Linked DNA regions of Mus musculus: region 2 is linked to region 1. The links are chromatin contacts, called in public HiChIP or PLAC-seq maps. All regions are on one chromosome and are shown on one strand. Each heading gives the region's core, a stretch centred on a gene start, on an enhancer-like site or on the middle of the called end of the contact. The rest is flanking DNA. Distances are from core to core; before and after follow the strand shown. Region 1 has its middle 38 kb from the start of Sec61g. Region 2 overlaps Egfr (epidermal growth factor receptor).

Region 1 (2,600 bases), core at 75-2,574:
TGAGCATCTCATAGGCTGCACACATGCATATGTCAGCCTTCATTTGACACGGTGGCTTATTAAGGAAAAGTGAAGAGGAAGTAAAGTTGGGAGGGGGTCATGCAGAGATCTTGGTGAAGTCAGAGGTGGGAAGGGAAATGGGAATGATCAGAAGCTATTATACACATTTATACATTTACACAAATAATAGGTTTAATAAACAATAAATTTAAATAAAAGTATTAAGTTCTGGAAAGGTTAGCACTTTAGATACTATCCTGACAAGGGTCAGCTTGTAAACACTGACAGTGTTGTTCAGCAATGCTAAAGGTGGGCACCGGGAAAGGGAGACGAGAGTGGTTCTCAGCACCATGAGGCACAACTGATGAAGCGGTGGGTAAATGGAACACAGAGACAGGTTTCAGGCTTCCCGATGGTGCTGAAACATCTCATCATTGCCCCATTTGAGGATCAGTAAAGAGGTGCCATACAATACTGAAATTGTTTCAACCCTAATAAACCCATACATGTACCTCACATGAACTCACTTCCAAAATGTGTTAATCAAGAAGTTTCGTGTGGCAGGTTTCTGGCATAACCTTAAGGACTCACTCATTTCTATGTCTCTGAATTCAAATGTCCCACACAATGTATGTGCCACATGCTTCTGCTTGTGATGAAAGGTTTTTCAAAGTTCATTTTCCAGAGTCAACTGTAACATTGCCAACTCTCTCCAAGGGAAGACGGGCACAGATGTTCCATGATGCTCATGAGGATTGGCGTTCAGTACATTGTCTTCTTTGTCTCAGGCCAATTCTTTGCACAGTTTTCTCCAAGGCAGCATTGTAGTGATGTGCACAGTCCTTTTTGCTAAGTGATGTGAGGATTCGTGCATCTCTTCTTTGGGAGATCAAAAGTGCTCATAGCTCACATGGACTCACACACAGCACCTCTCTCCCAGCCAAGTGAATCATTCCTGCAGTTGACTGTTAGTGCCAAGTTGACTCCCAGCCAGGGCACAGTGGTTATAACTCCCAAGAAATATTCCTGGCTTTTTTCTGAAACTTTCTTTGCGTCTTCATTTACCCTTGAGTCTCCCTTCATTTTCTGGGATTTATGTTATTTGATACTTTTCCTAACATTGTAAAACCATGTTAATTCACCATTTACATTGGGCTCATTTCTCTGTTGTTTCTGGACAGACATGGAGGCATTAAAAACTGCAATCCTGGAGGTAGTTGGGTTCATCTGAAGATGTTTGATCCCAGTTCTTCACTGTGTGGTGCCCGGTGTAATCTTATTGTTGTCAAAGCCTGGCTCCAGAAAAGGAAATAGTTTTCCATATTTAACAGCAGTGCCCCTGGGACCTGCCTCGCCTTTATGAACTCAGCCTGGGCTCCTCGTGTGGGAGTCATAAAAGCAATTTTGACTCAAACCTATATTTCTTTTGGCTTTAATAAAGAACTATATAAACTTTAACTTGGCTATGCAGATCAGAAAAGTAAATGTCACTAAAGGCCTTCATTTAAGATCAGAATTAATATTTGACACTTTTTCTGTCAGAGACAAATACATAAACACAAATGGCGATGTTTATAATGTAATCAGTTTAATTAGTTTCTACATGCCAATAACATGTCAAGCTATGGAAGAATCACCTTCTTAGAACCACGTCCTGCTAACATGAAATGTGGCACAGTGTTTCCCTCCCCCCCCCCCCTCTACCCTCTTGTTAAAACATTATTTGATCATTACACACTCCCAACCCCTTTACTTCATTAGTTAGTGGTTCCAAAGTAATTTAGAAAGAGAAGATAAAACTGCAAATGCAAAGCTGGCTCTGTGCATAAATACAGGGTTAATGACCATCTGGTCCAGTATCACTGCTATGTCTCTTTAAATTTTCCTGAGCAGATGATTAAAGATCCCAAGGAAAAGTCATTGTGTAAAGAACTTCAAGAGACAAGGGATTCTCAAAATTGTGTTGATTATGCCACATCAATCAGAAAGTAGTATGTGCTGTGTTTGGAAAGAGTGAGGGAAGGCAGGGGTACTGGAACAGCTGAATAAGATGCATAGCATCTAACGATCATTCTAGAAATTGTGCTGAGTGTTTTGGGTTCAGACTTGAAAGAAGCTGAGCCACTTACTAGTCCAATGTCAAGATAGCTGAAAAAGACCACTGTGTAGTATGAACAAAGAAGAGTATGCCATTCACTTCTCTGTGTAGCGGGGATAGATTTCTTAGAGGAAAACCACACAGAAGAGTTCTGATTTGATAAGTAACATAACTGGGAAGATGGGGTTCTCTCGACATAATCAAAGATTTAAGTAATGAGTTTGGAGCCCCATCATATAGAATACTGTGAGCCAAAAATATGCTTGAGGTACTGGGGATATAACTCAGTGGTAAGGTGCTTGCCTCGCATGCACAAGGCCCTGGGTCTGATCCCCAGCACTGACGGCAGGAGGAGGTATCTGTACAAGTTCACTTAAAAATATATGCACACAGTAGTAGTTCAGGGATGGTGACTATAGATAGCCAACAGTCATACTTTTGCTATGTTTAAACATTACTCCTTTTCTGGCTTTAGAGGTTTATCACTAGATACATATGTGTC
Region 2 (2,600 bases), core at 58-2,557, 360 kb after region 1:
CACGTAGGCAGACCTTGTTCTGTAGCAAACTCGGGCTCCACAGTTGTCCTTGTCTTTAAGGTTATAACTATTCCACTTATCAGTCAGCAACTATATGCCTCACATTTAGCTAAACTTTTTTGTATAAGATCTTACTACATCTTTGAAGCCATGCCATGAAACAGATGCTATTATCTTACTTGATAGGTAAATCCCCTCAAACCAGTGGCTCAAGGCTACAGAAACAGGTTTTAAAATACTTACTAACAATAATGGCTAAGGATTAGGTGGTGTGTTAAGCATTAACTCACAATGCAATGACTTTCTTTGCCTGTTCTATCTGCCTAGGTGTCACTGTGTGGGAACTGATGACCTTTGGGTCCAAGCCTTATGATGGAATCCCAGCAAGTGACATCTCATCCATCCTAGAGAAAGGAGAGCGCCTTCCACAGCCACCTATCTGCACCATCGATGTCTACATGATCATGGTCAAGTGTGAGTGACTGGGGGGGGGGGGGGCATCCACACTCATGTTGATGGTCCTGGAAGGATGTAATTGCTCTGAGACAAATAGCCCAGGCCCTCATTTCCCCGAAGAAATAGCATCAGTCTTCGAGTCAGGCTCACAGTTCCAGAAACATCATAAACACCTCCAGCAAGCATTCTTTAGGAATCACTTGCTTGACTCATCCTGACCTCATATTTGCCCAAATTTGCAAGCAAATAAATTAAAACTGAAGTCTTTCCTAAGCCATTATTCCCAGATATTCTATGATCTGAGTTGCTCAATGAACTTACAAAGTTGTATTACATTTTGAGACCTGTTGCTAGAGAAACTTAATGTTTCAAAATGCCTAACAATGAGTAACCATGGGAGTTTGATACAATCTTTGTTTCTGCTTTGGCTTAAATCTTTCAAACTGGATTTATGCAAGGCCTCCTGAAGTAAAGCAGTTAATCATCTTAATCCCGACAGGAGTGTGCATTTTGATAAGTGCTAGTATTCCACACAAATCTGTAATTGTGCTCTGAAAGTAATAGTACACATGTCATAGCATTGGCATAGAAACAGCATAGGAATATGACAGAGCAGTGGTCTTAGTTTGCATTCTGTTGCTCTGATAAAACACTGACCAAAGGCAACTTGTGGAGGAAAGGCTTTTTTTTGGCTTACAGCTTACTGTCTGTCATCAAGGGATGCTAGGGAAAAAGCTCAAATCAGGAAGCTGGAGGCAGAAACTGAAGCAAAGATGGAGGAACTCTGCCTGTGGCTTCCTCTTCCTGGTTCACTCAGCCTGCTTTCTTAGACAACAGAAAAACAGGAGCCAAGGGATGGCACCGCCCACAGTGGGTTGGGCTCTCCCACATAACTCATTAATCAACAGAATGTTGCTCACAGACCAATCTACTGGAAGCATTCTCTCAGCTAAAGTTTTCTCTTCCCAGATGTCTCTAGCTCATTTCCAGTTGATGAAATCTAACCAGCAAGGCTGCTTTATCATAAATAACAATGTATTCTCTGAACTTTGGACCAGGGAGTTAATCTATTTTCACTGCTTTGGTTTCAGATGAGGAAGCTGAGGCCTAGAGAGGTTGCATGATTTGTCTAAGGTCACATAGCAGTTTAGCCTAAAATAGCTTGATGACCAGTTGAAAAAATAAATCCAATCCCTAAAGGCACAAGTATCTAGTGCACAGTTTATCCTCTCCATTGCTGGATCTATTTTTAGATCATTGGTAAAGCAATGAACCTCTGTGACTACTAAATATAGTTTTACCCAGAAAATACTAGTTATGACACCCTAGGTTCAGTCCCCAGCACTGGTAAATAATTGATACATAGATTGATGGATGTATACATGCATACACATATACATCGATTCATTGATCGATGCATAGATACATTGTTAGATGGTAGATAGATAGACAGATATATATCGCTTGTTTGCTTGGTTGGTTGGTTGATTGATTGATTGATTGATTGACTGATGATACACAGATTCAGCCTTGTTAATTGCATGAATGGTAACTGAATGGAGAATGCAATAAGGCCTTGACATTTCTGTAAATTGAATCTATTTTCTAGCTTAGAAAGCTGTGGATTAGGACAAAGAAAGCACAGAGGCATACCAAAGTCAGAGTAGTTCAGCAGTGATTGCCCACAGTAAAACCCTGTGGTCACTGAAGATCATAATGCAAGAATGATGACTAAGGAAGGACAAACGTAAAACCATTACCGTATATGTTATTGTTACTCTGACTGAAAACTGTTCTATAGGGCTGGGAATGAATCCACAAGGTATTACAATAACTTCTCATGTACTTCAAGAACTAATCAGTGTTATCTCATGTGCCAAGCCTCTCCCAAAGATTATGTGCCTTCATTATCCATTTGCCTAGCAAGATCACAGCATCACTTAAAGCAATGCCCTCCTTGTCATTTCTTCCAGGGTTCTAATTGCTTTGCTTTGGCTTCCTTCCTTTCTCAGGCTGGATGATAGATGCTGATAGCCGCCCAAAGTTCCGAGAGTTGATTCTTGAATTCTCCAAAATGGCCCGAGACCCACAGCGCTACCTTGTTATCCAGGTATCAGGCCAAAGTTTGTTCTTACATGGTCAAA

The links. HiChIP or PLAC-seq counts read pairs in DNA pulled down with a chosen protein or histone mark.
Region 2: a CTCF HiChIP or PLAC-seq map of the NIH/3T3 cell line shows a contact between it and region 1, with 18 read pairs. The contact joins two enhancer-like sites. A contact is called at or near these places in 1 of 15 datasets of contacts at CTCF or cohesin (the NIH/3T3 cell line), 1 of 484 Hi-C or Micro-C datasets (bone marrow-derived macrophages), 2 of 115 datasets of contacts at active chromatin or transcription factors (the NIH/3T3 cell line and embryonic fibroblasts) and 1 of 9 other capture datasets (embryonic stem cells).

The regions. Positions count from the first base shown.
Region 1 is chr11:16,545,652-16,548,251 of GRCm38.p6, forward strand. No RefSeq gene overlaps it. Among named protein-coding and RNA genes, the nearest start is that of Sec61g, 38 kb to the left of the region's middle. Within about 2 kb of position 1,325, at least 30 of the 459 cell types and tissues checked have an H3K27ac peak or open chromatin away from gene starts, as enhancers often do. A contact at or near this core is called in the NIH/3T3 cell line, where this site is marked.
Region 2 is chr11:16,906,409-16,909,008 of GRCm38.p6, forward strand. It overlaps Egfr (epidermal growth factor receptor), which reads left to right. Exons shown (of 28, transcript NM_207655.2): 23 at 328-474; 24 at 2,469-2,566. Among named protein-coding and RNA genes, the nearest start is that of Eldr, 44 kb to the right of the region's middle. Within about 2 kb of position 1,308, at least 26 of the 459 cell types and tissues checked have an H3K27ac peak or open chromatin away from gene starts, as enhancers often do. A contact at or near this core is called in the NIH/3T3 cell line, where this site is marked.